Regions from separate parts of the Sus scrofa genome. Here all the other regions are linked to region 2. The links are chromatin contacts, called in public HiChIP or PLAC-seq maps. All regions are on one chromosome and are shown on one strand. The core of a region is the stretch at or near the end of the contact, and the rest is flanking DNA. Distances in the headings are between cores, read along the strand shown. Region 1 overlaps SIPA1L1 (signal-induced proliferation-associated 1-like protein 1). Region 2 overlaps SIPA1L1 (signal-induced proliferation-associated 1-like protein 1). Region 3 overlaps SIPA1L1 (signal-induced proliferation-associated 1-like protein 1).

The links. HiChIP or PLAC-seq counts read pairs in DNA pulled down with a chosen protein or histone mark.
Region 1: a contact with region 2 is called in an H3K27ac HiChIP or PLAC-seq map of alveolar macrophages. The contact joins two enhancer-like sites. A contact is called at or near these places in 1 of 47 Hi-C or Micro-C datasets (embryonic fibroblasts) and 1 of 2 datasets of contacts at active chromatin or transcription factors (alveolar macrophages).
Region 3: a contact with region 2 is called in an H3K27ac HiChIP or PLAC-seq map of alveolar macrophages. The contact joins two enhancer-like sites.

What each region holds. Positions count from the first base shown.
Region 1 is chr7:94,888,639-94,892,792 of Sscrofa11.1, reverse strand. The region is part of intron 4 of SIPA1L1 (signal-induced proliferation-associated 1-like protein 1); the gene reads right to left. Among named protein-coding and RNA genes, the nearest start is that of SIPA1L1, 100 kb to the right of the region's middle. Within about 2 kb of position 2,687, at least 2 of the 83 cell types and tissues checked have an H3K27ac peak or open chromatin away from gene starts, as enhancers often do. A contact at or near this core is called in alveolar macrophages, where this site is marked.
Region 2 is chr7:95,059,616-95,064,252 of Sscrofa11.1, reverse strand. The region is part of intron 9 of SIPA1L1 (signal-induced proliferation-associated 1-like protein 1); the gene reads right to left. Among named protein-coding and RNA genes, the nearest start is that of SIPA1L1, 270 kb to the right of the region's middle. Within about 2 kb of position 2,577, at least 7 of the 83 cell types and tissues checked have an H3K27ac peak or open chromatin away from gene starts, as enhancers often do. A contact at or near this core is called in alveolar macrophages, where this site is marked.
Region 3 is chr7:94,918,139-94,922,215 of Sscrofa11.1, reverse strand. All of the region lies in intron 4 of SIPA1L1 (signal-induced proliferation-associated 1-like protein 1), which reads right to left. Among named protein-coding and RNA genes, the nearest start is that of SIPA1L1, 130 kb to the right of the region's middle. Within about 2 kb of position 2,710, at least 10 of the 83 cell types and tissues checked have an H3K27ac peak or open chromatin away from gene starts, as enhancers often do. A contact at or near this core is called in alveolar macrophages, where this site is marked.

The DNA.
Region 1 (4,154 bases), core at 1,438-3,937, 170 kb after region 2:
ACTGTATTCCTGTGCTGTACGTTACACTCCCATGACTTATTTTATACAGAGAAATCCGTACCTCTTGATCCCCTTCACCCCATCTGCCCTCCCCAAACCCCCTCTCCTCTGGCAACTACCAATCCGTTCTCTATATTTATGCATCTGGACTTTGCTTTGGCTTTTTTTTCTTTGTTTTGTTTTATAGATTCCACATAGAAGTGAAATCTTGAAGTATTCGTCTAAATTATTTCACTCAGCATAATGGCCTCAAGGTCCATCTATATTATAGCAATGCTAAAATTTCACCTTTTTATAGCTGAATAATATTCCGTGTGTACCTATATCATATCTTTATTCACTCACCTACTGATGGACACTTAGGCTGTTTCCATATCTTGGCAATTGCAAATAATGCTGCAATGAGCATAGGAGTGCATATATATCTTCTAGAATTACTGGTTTTGTTTCCTTCAGATAGATACTCATAAGTGGAACTGATGGAATCAAACAGCAGTTCTGTTTTCAATTTTTTGAGGAACCTCCATGTTGTTTTCCACACTGGCTGCACCAGTTTTTTGTTTTGGTTTGGTTTGATTTTTTGACTTTTTAGGGCTGCACCCGAGGCATTATGGAGGTTCCCAGGGCAGGGGTCAAATTGGAACTGTAGCTGCCGGCCCACGCCAAAGCCACAGCAATGCGGGATCTGGGACACATCTGCAACCTACACCACAGATCACGGCAATGGGGGATCCTTAACACACTGAGCAAGGCCAGGGATCGAACCTGCGTCCTCATGGATGCTAGTCAGATTCGCTTCCCCTGAGCCATGACAGGAACTCCCTGCAACAGTTTAAAGACACACATTTTTTAACCCAGAAACTCCTCACATAAACCAACACACTTAAAAGTTCAAGGACAACCACAGCAGCATTGTTAACAATAACAAAAGATCACAAACAACTTAAAGTCCATTATTAAGAGACTGGATAATAAAGTACAACCCTAAACTAGAAGGAAACAGAATGAAGGCATAGTATGGTATGCTACAACTTGTGTAAAAATAAATTTTAAAAAGCATACATACTAAATGCAATATGACATTTCTGGATTGAATCCTGAAAGAGAAAAAGGGCATCAGCAGAAAAGCTGGTGGAATCCGAATAAAATCTATACAGTTTAGTTTCACTGTGTAACCTTTTGGATTTTACTCTACGGGTATGTATCAGCTCTTTAAAACATAAAACTGAATTTTAAAAACACAATTCCTCTGTGACTGTACTTCCATCATTCATGGCGTTCACATCCTTCTACATTCTGCTAAGAGAAACACCCAGGTCCGCGTACTGCTTCCACACGTTCACCACTCCCGTTCCTGCACCGAAACGCACACCTGCCTCAGTTGCTAGATATCAGGTCTCTCTCCAGATTCTCTGAGAACACAGAGGAGTTGGCATGGCCTCTGGAGAGTATCTGCCACATGGCACGAGTTCAAAAATGAGAGCTGAAATTATTACGTTCTGGCCCAGTGATTCAATTTTTGATTAGTAAGAAATTTTATATTTCAAGTGTCCAAACAACCCTTCTAGGGGTTTCCTCTGAGCCTGGTTCACAATGACACAGAAGAGACAAGCAAGAGGGAAAGACGGGTGAAGCACTTCTCACTGAGGTTCTGGGGGAGACCATGGAAGTATTTTAAATAACTCGCTGTCTCTCTTTCTCAACATCTTGCTCTCTGCTAGAGCTGCAGGGAGAATAAGGATTAGTAAAATGAAATTCGGCATAATTACCTTAGAGTCAACACTTGAAAAGGGGAAACTGTGAAAACGCCTTGGATTTTCAAAAAACGTTTTCCACAAATGCCACTAAAATGATTTTCAAAGAAACACTATTTAGAAATAGATAAAAATGCTAAAACTCCAATTTAGACCAAGTTTTGCTTTTCTATGATATCTTCTCAGGAAAAACCTTGGGGGCAGCAGCCGGAAGAATGCCCAAAGGAAAAAAATTCTAGCCTTCACCACCATCAAAACTTAGTTTTCTAAATATTCAAAATATAAAAGACTTAGAAAAAACTCTGAGGTCCTTGAATGCGTAAAAAAATACTACCAAGAGTTCCTGTCGTGGCTCAGTGGTTAGTGAACCTGACTAGCAAACATGAGGACACGGGTTCGATCCCTGGCCTCCCTCAGTGGGTTAAGGATCCATCATTGCCTTGAGTGTGGTGTAGGTCGCAGAGGAGAGTCGGATCCTGTGTTGCTGTGGCTGTGGCGTAGGCCGGCGGCTACAGCTCGGATTCGACTCCTAGCCTGGGAACCTCCATATGCCGCAGGTGTAGCCCGAAAAAAACAAACAAACAAACAAAAAAGACCAAAAAAACAAAAAAGAAAAGAAATACTACCGAGTTTGTCTCAAAAGCAATAATAGTGGCCTCCCATCTCCACAAACAGCCTGAGCAGCAGCACCAGAGAGCAGTTTAACCTGGGATCAACACATTATCTCTGTGGACACCCATTTTTCATCCATAAAATGAATAGACAACCGTGCAGATTCCTTCCAGGTCTCAAAGTCTATGAGACCTCTTTTCCTTCACACCCCAAATATAAACCAAGACCCCACAGTTTTTCCATACAACATACACAACAGCTCACGCATGTCCCTGTGTGCACAGCGGGAAGGAGCTTCCCCTATCACTTACTTCCTCCCTGTTTCCAGAGAGGCCTAACACAACAACAAAAGGATATTTGATTACAAACTAGTGCCACATCTGAGCAGTTCTCACATGACTGAGAAGAGAGGATTTATGCAACCGCATGCTGAAATGAAATTAATATGTGTACGTTGTACAGTGAAACAGTCACTGAATCGTGCATTCATTCATGTTTGGGATTATAAAAGCTTCAAACTTGGCTTTCATGTGATCTTTTATGGACTGGTAAGTCCACATATAACTTCTGCTGCAAGCTATCTTGACGAGTGCACACTGTGACTTGATTTTTTATTTTGTTTACCACTTTTCATAGCACAGAAAAAAGATGAGAACACTGGGGGAGAGTCACAGGCAACTTGTCCATATGCAAAGGTACATGAATGATCAGGGCAGGTCGTTCTCATTTTTTAACACAGTCCTTTAAGTTCTAACCTGCTGGGTTGAAAAGTGATTGTGTAAAAAAGCAGAACAGAGATCTGTTGAGTAGCAGCAAACACACTAAAATTACAGTGCATATTGAGAGCTCATCTCTTTCAGGGGAAATTTTCCCTCTCAAAACACAGAAATAACACTGTGTTGCTCACAAATATGGTTTTTTTCTAAAGAAGCTCCTTTCGGAGTTCCCGTCGTGGCTCAGTGGTTAACGAATCTGACTAGGAACTATGAGGTTGCAGGATCGATCCCTGGCCTTGCTCAGTGGGTTAAGGATCCGGCGTTGCCGTGAGCTGTGGTGTGGGTAGCAGAAGTGGTTCGGATCCCGCATTGCTGTGGCTCTGGTGTAGGCTGGTGGCTATGGCTCCGACTCGACCCCTAGCCTAGGAACCTCCATATGCCGCAGGAGTGGCCCAAGAAATGGTAAAAAGACAAAAAAAAAAGAAGAAGCTCCTTTCCCCTAAACAACCAGCATTTTATTGCAGAGGTGCTTTCTAAATGATATAGGGAGAGAGAAGGGTTTTCTAAGAACTATACAAATCAGTTCAAATATTCACAGAGAAAGACTCATTTGAGTAAGGATATGAAATAATATCCATTTGTCTGATTAGCCAGAAAAGCCTCCCTGAGGAAAGGAACTTGAACACATTTCAAAGGTGCCTGACAGGTGGCAAGGAGAAAGGAAAACGCCAGCAAAGAGAAAGATGTGTGTAGAAGCTGCCACTGTGGTGTCTCAAGAAGCAGCGTCACAATGTGACGTGTTGTGTGGCGAGATGGTATTTTAGTCATCAGGACAAAGCGGTGGGAGAGTACAGGTCACTGTGCACACCGAGCCTCAGTGTGCTCATCTGTCACAGGAGAAGCGTGGGCTGTGTGGCTTCCTGGGAGGCACTGCAACCCTGCCAGGTGCATGGCTTGGGAGCCCCATCTGTTAGATGGAAAGAGTGAGGCTCAGAATCCCGATGAGACCCTCTGTGAGAGTGTTTTAGAAATTCCAAAGAATGTGCACATGTCCCGTGGAGGAAGAAGAGGC
Region 2 (4,637 bases), core at 1,328-3,827:
GTACCACACTGCAACTGTGCATCAGTACACTGTGGTCACATAAAAGGAAGGGGGGAAGAGAAGAGGCAAAATTTGAATAGCTAATACCCATTATCTGCCAACCACTGGGTTTAGTGTTTAACTTACCTTAATTAGCTTTTACCCTCAAGAAAGCCTGAAAAGCAAACATTACCCCTGTGTGACAGATAAGCAAAGAGAAGTCTGGGAAATGGAAGAGCCAGTACCTGGCCCAGTAAGGAGACACAAGACCACAAACTGCTGGCCCTGTGATTCGGCTCTCTTAAATATTACCAGGACTCAACCCGGCTCGTTTTGCTCTATTTCTGTCCCTGCATCATACATCCACAGCCCTTGATTCGCAATTCTACAGTTGAAAGGTAAAAACCAAATTTAAGCAAACACCTTTGGCAGCAAAACCTGATATGAGCTGACATTAATACTTTTTAATTTATTCCTCCTTCTGTGAATATTCGTGTTTTTCCTATGGAAATATGAATGTGGGGTGCTGCCTCAGGTGCCACTAGGAATATTACTATAAGGTGCATGCATTTGATTACCCTTCTAAATCTGGACATTTCTAAATTCTGAAACATTTAGTTCCTATTGTTTTACACAAGGGACTGTGAACCTGAACAGCTCTTTTCAACTTTCTGAACCAAATGGTTCAGAACAGTGGTAACACAGCAAATGTCATTGGGGAACTCCTGCCTGCCCCCGCCCCCACCGCCCTGCCCTGCATGTTACTAGCTGACGAGGAAGGCTCAGCAGCTTTTATGTGACCCACAGACACGACAGCTTCCTAGGAATTCTGCAATGGTGTAGAACTGACTTTAACTTACTCTGCCCACTCCAGTGAGTGGAAGGCAAAGTTCCAAGTCTGAAACTTAAAAATAACTAGATTTACAGATGTTGCAATCTTTTAAAAATAGTATATGATCCTGAATTACTGCTACTTCATTTTAGTTACTAACAGAAACACATTTAGGATTTAGTTCACTTTTTTGTATACCACACGCAGTAAAAACAAAAACAAACAAAAAAACAAAGAGTAAAACCTACTACATACCACTGGCAGCTGGCCTCCTTCAAAGGTCTGAATGTGCCTAATGCTTAGAGGGGACTCTCACAAGTAGAGATTTCATTTTGGCTTTAGAAGTAAGCCAAGTACTCTATTAGGTCCTAACAAATAAAAAAGCAGTGCTAGGCTCTACTTCGATTACAAAAGAAGTCCTTAATACAGCCAGATTTTTACTCTCTGCCTGTACAGAGAGCTATCAAAGAAGGGATACAATCCGGAAAAAGGAAGGGGTTTGGAGTTACCTGCTGTTTGGCTTTGTGCCTCTCAGATTAGCCTTCTCATGCAACAAGGTAAAACAAAAGTCACCCTGTTCAATGGAAAGCATCACTGTGACAATGGGTTTATAGTTGGCTTTTTAAATTTCTTAGATTAGGGCCTAAGATTTCACTGGGCAACATTCAAAAGAATTCGCTTCTATTTTAAAAAAGAGTTCACTTTGGAGTGAAGATAAGGAATCTTCTCCACACCACTGGAGAAGCAGAATGCAAAGACAATGAGATAGTGTGCTGCCGCCTTCTTTTGACGGGTTTCTTATATTCCAGTGAACTCCACCTGTAGACCGGGGAACAGGTTGCTATTTGCTGGTGGTGAAGGCAAGGCTCCTTTAAGAGGATTAGGGAACTTGTTAGCATGTCCCATTTCCTCTGGTTTGAAACTCTGCCAAATGTCAATGCTCTATCCTCAAAGTGACACGATGACTTGTATCCTTGTTTTCTGCTGCAATGAAATCAAGGTAGGGGGCATCCTCTGAACTCAAAAGCTCCTAGAATCCTTAGTTAGCAACATGTTCCCTGCCCGGAGTATGAGAAGTTGTTAAGGAGAAATTATATAAATGTACTAAGACACTCTGCAAGAGAAAGAACAAATATAAATGGAATTAGAGCTATGGTTTGGGGTTTTTTTAAATTGCTATCAGGTTACATAAAACAGTATTTTGTTTTTTTTTGTTTTTTTTTTTTTTTGGAGATACACACAAACACATCTATATGGGTTTGTGTATATGAATATATAATACTTTCATGTAACGAAGTATTATGATGATGCCAGAAGCCATCGTGGAAACAGGAAGGGTTTATCCACAGTTTAGGATTTTGCTTTTGGATGATCATAGTCATGCTATACAAATACCTTGCTTACACATCAACTCTTCATAAGAACACGGATGGAAGTGTGGGGTTTTTTTTTTTTTTTTTGGCTCTTTAGGGCCTCACTGGAGGCACATAGACATTCCCAGGCTGGAGGCTGAATTGGAGCTGCAGCTGCTGGCCTATGCCACAGCCACGCAGGATCTGAGCTGCGTCTGTGACCTACACCACAGCTCAAGGCAACACTGGATCCCCAACCCACCGGAAAGACCAGGAATCCAACACACATCCTCACGCATGCTAGTCGGGTTTGTTACCGCTGAGCCACAACAGAAACTCCCCGATGGAAGTGTATGGACACTCAAAGAAAGAGGAACTACGATCAGATTTACGCAGCCCTGAGTTCCTGTTAAGCTGGATGATAAAGTCAGAGCCCTCCACCAGCAGAAACCGGTTCGAAAAACCAAGTTCTCAGAGACCTCTTAAGACGTTCTGCGTTTTCCTCTTCATCCCCCTCGTCACAGCCAAAGGCTGTTGGGGGCGGCACCAGCCATGAGAACCCAGGTCTTCCGTTCTTATGAAACCATTCACACTGTCTGCTGTAATCCAGGGATTGAGAAACAGTCACCACGAGGTATTTCACGGTCCTGCAGTTCTCAAAAGTGTGGGCCATGCACCCTTGAGGGGTGCTTGAGCTCTGTTCTGGGATAGAGGTTTCTCGAAATACTTGGATTCTTTCAGTTCTTGCTTTTAAACTCTGACAGCTCTTAGCAGAAGCATGTTTAATTTGAGGATAATTTTACCCTATTCGTGAGGCGAAGTCACTCTGAGCCTTTACCCGATGCCATGTGACCTCAGGTTTTCCAGACCGCCTGGTGGAAGCAGAAGCTGTTCTCGGGCAGGTAGAGGTCTAAGGATTTGCCCTCCTCAAACTTAGGGTGGTTCTTAGCCTGGCCTCAAAGAGTTTCCTCAAACACATGTACCTATCTGTCCTGGAAACCCTTTACCTCCCTGGACCCACTTCTCAGTCTCCACTCAGGGAGACCCCTGGGCTTCAACTGGCAGGGGGGCTTCTACCGGCACCACAGCCTGGAAACTCTCTTTGGGCAGAAAGTTGGTGTGATCTTACTGTTCACTTACTTTCTACCTCTCAGAGATCACTGTCCTTTGTTGCCTGATGCTTATAAAACCCACTGTCTCATTGCTCTGCCTAGTTTTTTTTTTGCTTTTGCTTTTTAGAGCCACAGGTGCGGCATAGGGAAGCTCCCAGTCTAGGGATTGAATTGGAGCTACAGCTGCCGGCCTGCGTCACAGCCACAGCAATGCCACATCCAAGCCTCGTCTGTGATCTACACTGCAGCTCACAGCAACACTGGATCATTAACCTGCTGGGTGAGGCCAGGGACTGAACCTGCGTCCTCACGGATACTAGTTGGGTTCATTTCTGCTGAGCCACAAAGGGAACTCCTATTTTTTTTTTTTTTAATCAAGTTGAGGAAGTTCCTCTCTATTCCAGTTTTCATCATGAGTGGCTATCTCATTCCTCAGCCCAAAGTCATCCACCCCTTTCTTTTTACCTTCAGATTCATGTTTGCTTTATAACACAGCAGACCAGGTGGGTTTTTTTTTTAAGCTGTACTTAGCTGGAAGAATAGGGAAAAATACATCTACTTTATACTTCCAGGAGCAAAAGTCCAAATTTAATTTTAAAAGAACATTCTGTGCAGGGTTCCTGGTTATTCTCAGTGGGGGGGGCTGGTTCGAGACAAACTACCTGCCATGACTGCACATGAAGACCTTGGTTACTTCTTCAAATTGTCGTGAGTCACACTGATAGCATTTACTTTGGCTTGTTCTTCAAAACAGGGCAACTCTTTCAACTACTTCCTAAAGATGTATCACCATGCTATCCTCCAAAAAGAATGACAAGAGTCCGGAAAAATTCAGTGTTGGGAGAAAAAAGCGTGCTAGTTAGAAAATGTATCCTTATTGGAAATTACTAACAAAAATCAAACTGCGTTATGGATACTGGGTAGGAAAATTACTTTAAAAATCTGACAGAGCTGCTGTCAGAATTACACACATGTGCAGAGACATAGTCTATTTTTATCTTTGGCATAATGTAAAGGGAATACACATACACGGATTTTATCTAATAATATATTGTGCACAAGTTCTCACAAATCTAGAAAGCTTCATATTGGGTACTAGATGGATGATTCATGTACTTGTATTGATTTGATATTAAGATGAATTTCAATTACATAGGAAAAGGCTCTTCACTGCAACATTGTAACAGGAAAAGACTGGAATCTATCTAAATATCCCTTAATGGAGAAACTGATGAAGTGAACTATGGTACAGCAACACCACAGAATATTATGCAGCAGTAAAAACAAAGGGAAAGCTTTCCGTGTGCTGGCATAGAAAGATGTCTAAAATATATTACTAAGTGAAAAAGCACATGTCAACAG
Region 3 (4,077 bases), core at 1,461-3,960, 140 kb after region 2:
CTTGACATGTAAATTGCACCCAATTTTTATGTTACAAATACTAAAGCAATAAACATCCTTGAAACTTTTATGTATTTAAAAACAGTATTTTTTTGGTGTTCCTGGTTGGGGCTCAGCACTAACAAACCCCAACTAGTATCCAGGAGGACGTGGGTTCAATCCCTGGCCTTGCTCAGTGGGTTAAGGATCCAGAGTTGCTGTGTCTGTGGTGTAGGCTGGCAGCTGCAGCTCCGATTCAACCCCTAGCCTGGGAACTTCCATATGCCGTGGGTGTAGCCCTAAAAAGAAAAACAATTTTTTTTTTTTTTCCGCTTTTTGGGGCCGCACCCATGGCATGTGGAGGTTCCCAGGCAAGTGGTCGAATCAGAGCTGAAGCTGCCTGCCTATGCCACAGCCACAGCCCCCAGATCTGAGCCACATCTGCAACCTACACCACAGCTCACAACAACACTGGATCCTTAAGCCACTGAATGAGGCCAGGGATCAAACCCGAAACCTCATGTTCCTAGTCAGACTCGTTTCCACTGTGCCACTACGGGAACTCAGAAAAAAAATTTTTTTTTTAAATAAAAAAAAAATGTTTTTCATAGAATCAAGTCCTAGAAATGGTAAGGCAGTACATAACCAGTTTGAAGTTCTCTGGTACATACTATAAAACTGTTGTTTATAAAGTTCATGCAGTAAAACCCCACTTAACCAAGGTAATAAGATGATAATTGGCTTAGAAATTAAAAAGGCTGATTTAAGCAGAGACTCAAACACACATACACACAAACACACCCTCTATCTTAGCAACATTATTTGAAATTAACATGATATATATTCTTTTACCAATTTCCTGACTTAGGGTTAATGCCTTTTTCATGAACAATCAGGATCCAGACTGACTATTCGGCTAGTGAGTCTTACCCAAACCAAACCCAAAAAAACATCATCCACAACTTCCAATTTCCCTTTTTTATTAGAGTACTCACTCAAAGGCTCTCAAGAAACAAGGTGAGAATCCTTCTACAAGTTTAATTATTCCTCTAGTCCTTTATGGTTGCCAGGACCATACCTAACTTAACAGTACACATTTTGCAGGCTTGCCTTTGGAGGCTTTCCAAAGCCTTCAGCATATTTTTGTAGAAAAATAACATTCATGTTTAATCTGATTACATAAAATTTTGATTATGTAATTACAATAACAAGTACCACAGACAAAAACAGGTCCTTGTTATAAACAAAACTGACTCGTAATCAACATTTAACAGGACCAGGCTACCCCAAAGGACGTTGGTATCTAGAGAGTGGCTGCCATTTGTAAGACTTGGTTCCTGGGCAACAAGGCCCTTGGCAGGAGAAGGAAGGAGGGGGATGGCGGTCGCCATAGAGGGCGCTCATCTCTCTGCACCTTGCAAGAGCTAAGAATTATGTTTCCAGAGGTGTTTACTAACCCTTATGTATACATACAGATGCGGTACAAACTCACACAGACACAGGCAGTCCCTGAACCTAGAGGGAAAGAGAACACAGCCACAGACGACCAGCCAAGGTCTGTCTCCTATTCCCTTCCTCCATCTGAGTCCAAAAGTTGGAGCCTGGGCGAGGTCCTGATCCCTCCTTCCTTTTCTATCTAAATTCAGCCAACAGTTCATCTTACCTAGTCTCAAAGCTTCAAATACCATGTCTGTAGCGAAGATGCTCCCCCGCCCCCCGCAAAAAAAAAAAATTTTCTTTTGGCCATTCTCACATCATGTGACGTTCCCAGGCCAAGGAGCGAACCCACACCACTGCAGAAACCACACAGCCACTACAGTGACAACACCGGATCCTTAACCTGCTGAGCCACAAGGGAACACCCGAAGACCCTCAAATTTGAAATCCTAGATAACCTGTCTCCCCAGCACATCAAACTTAGCAGAATATGGATTCCGCCCCCACCCCTAGATCCAACTCCATTCACCAAACCAGTAAACACTACCACCATCCACTCGGGTCAAAAGGCTCAGCCGTTCTCCAGTTTTCCCATTTGCAAAACTGGATCCTGTTTCCACACCTAATGTAACAGTAGTTCCTGTCAGCTCTCTTCATGAGTTTGTGAATTTAGTCCTTGGATCTACTCCTTAAAAATCTAAGCATCTAGACAGCCTGCTTTGTATCCCAAATACAAAGTAAATCCCTACTTAACACTGATGAGTAAAAAAGAGCTCCTAAAATTTTTCAGATTCCTCTAGAAAGTGTTGCATGTATAATAAGGCCAGGAGAACATTTTCCAATCCCTTTTCAAACATACAGTACTCCCAGCCGGGGGGCTGACAATGACAGACCACCATGCTAACACTCTCATTTTAGAGATGTGAAACTTAAGGCCCAGAAAGTTTACATAATTTAACCAAGAGCGTAAGAACACAGCTCCTAATGTAAACACCGAAGGATGTACAAAATGATAAACCCCCGTGTCCCTTCCTCCTTTTTTTACACATAACGCATCTCTTACAAGTGTTTAGAGAACCCAAGTGAGTTAAAATCAGAGATACACATCCAGAAGGAAAAGGTGCACAAGAACACATTGAGCAAGAGGCTTCTTGCAATGTCCCTCAGTTGCACAGCTGCCTGAAAAGCCCATGACAAGTCCGAAAGCTGATCAAGTGTCAGAGAGTGACTGTTAGCAGACAGAAATTAAAGTCCAGATTCAAAATCCTAAAGTCACTGCAGGAAGCTCTTGCTGCAAACTTGACTTCCTCCTTTTACCAGCCCTTCCCCCATCAGAATCTACCATAAATTTCCATGACAGAGAGAGAGAGAAAGAGAGAATAGCTAGGTGTCTCTAATTTGGTAGCTGTCATCTGGTTTCATATTTACTGTTCAAAGTTTCATCATAAAATACAGTAATGTAAAACCCCAACCAGAAAGCTCCCCAAGGTAAACTTCCCACAGGAGTGAAATAATGTCACCTCACTGATCTTATCATTTCCCTGCCCCAATCTCAATACCCTGGTGCTTACAAAGCTCCTGGAATTAGTTCATTAAGCTCCCAGTGGGAGTTCCCATCTTGGCTCAGTGGCAACAACCCAATTAGCATCCATGAGGATGAGGGTTTGATCCCTGGCCTTGCTTAGAGGGTTAAGGATCTGGCGTTGCCATGAGCTATGGTGTAGGTCGAAGACACAGCTCAGATCCCGAGTTGCTGTGGCTGTGGTGTAGACTGGTGGCTACAGCTCTGGGAACCTCCATGTGCCGTGAGTGTGGCCCTAAAAAAACAAAACAAAAAAAGCTCGAGGGACACACTGTAAGGGGGCTGCCAGGCACCCTGCTGCTGCCACCAGACCCTGAAGCTGTCAAGGTCAGCAGGTTCCCCCCTTAGCTCCTGTGCCCACTCCCCTGACCATATCACCCCCCTGGCCAGGGCTGGGCAATGACGCACAAATGTGTCCACTGCATGATCCGATAAAAACAAATGTCAGAAACCACAATTAGTGAGTACTTTAAAATTAAGAAAACACCTTTCCACAAACACCTCTTCATCTACCCCTCATAAACACCACACCATAAAATTATAGAGCAATATCAGTTTCCTCATTTTCCCCATGAGAAAGTGGATGATCAAAGGTACTCAGGCGACCAGTGTAAAGTCCACACCTGCACTCAAGTCTTTCGAATCGGAAGTCCTTGCTCTTTTGTCTGCACTAACTGCCCGGCCTCCTGTGAGAGCTGACCAGCGCCCATGTTATCCGCCCCTGGCAAAGCACCCTGCCATTAACTCACTCACTCATTACAGCTCCCTACTGCCTTGATTTGTGGTTGTTTACTGTTTTTGTTAGTTGCTTATTTGTTTTGCAGGCTAGGAGGGATTCACATCAAACTTTTCATTTCTGGGAGCTCTCAATAATGTCGAGGGGTGTGTTCCGAGGGAGGACAGGATAAACAATATAGCACAGGTCAAAAAACGATGCAGGAAAAAGATAGAAGTAACCACCTGTAGGTGACGTCAGAGTCTGTGAAGAGCTTTTGCCTGGATTCAGTGCCCACCAGAATATAACTAAGCACTAAGGCTGAAGCCGGGAAGCTGGTAATCAGTTCAGGTAGTTACAGGTA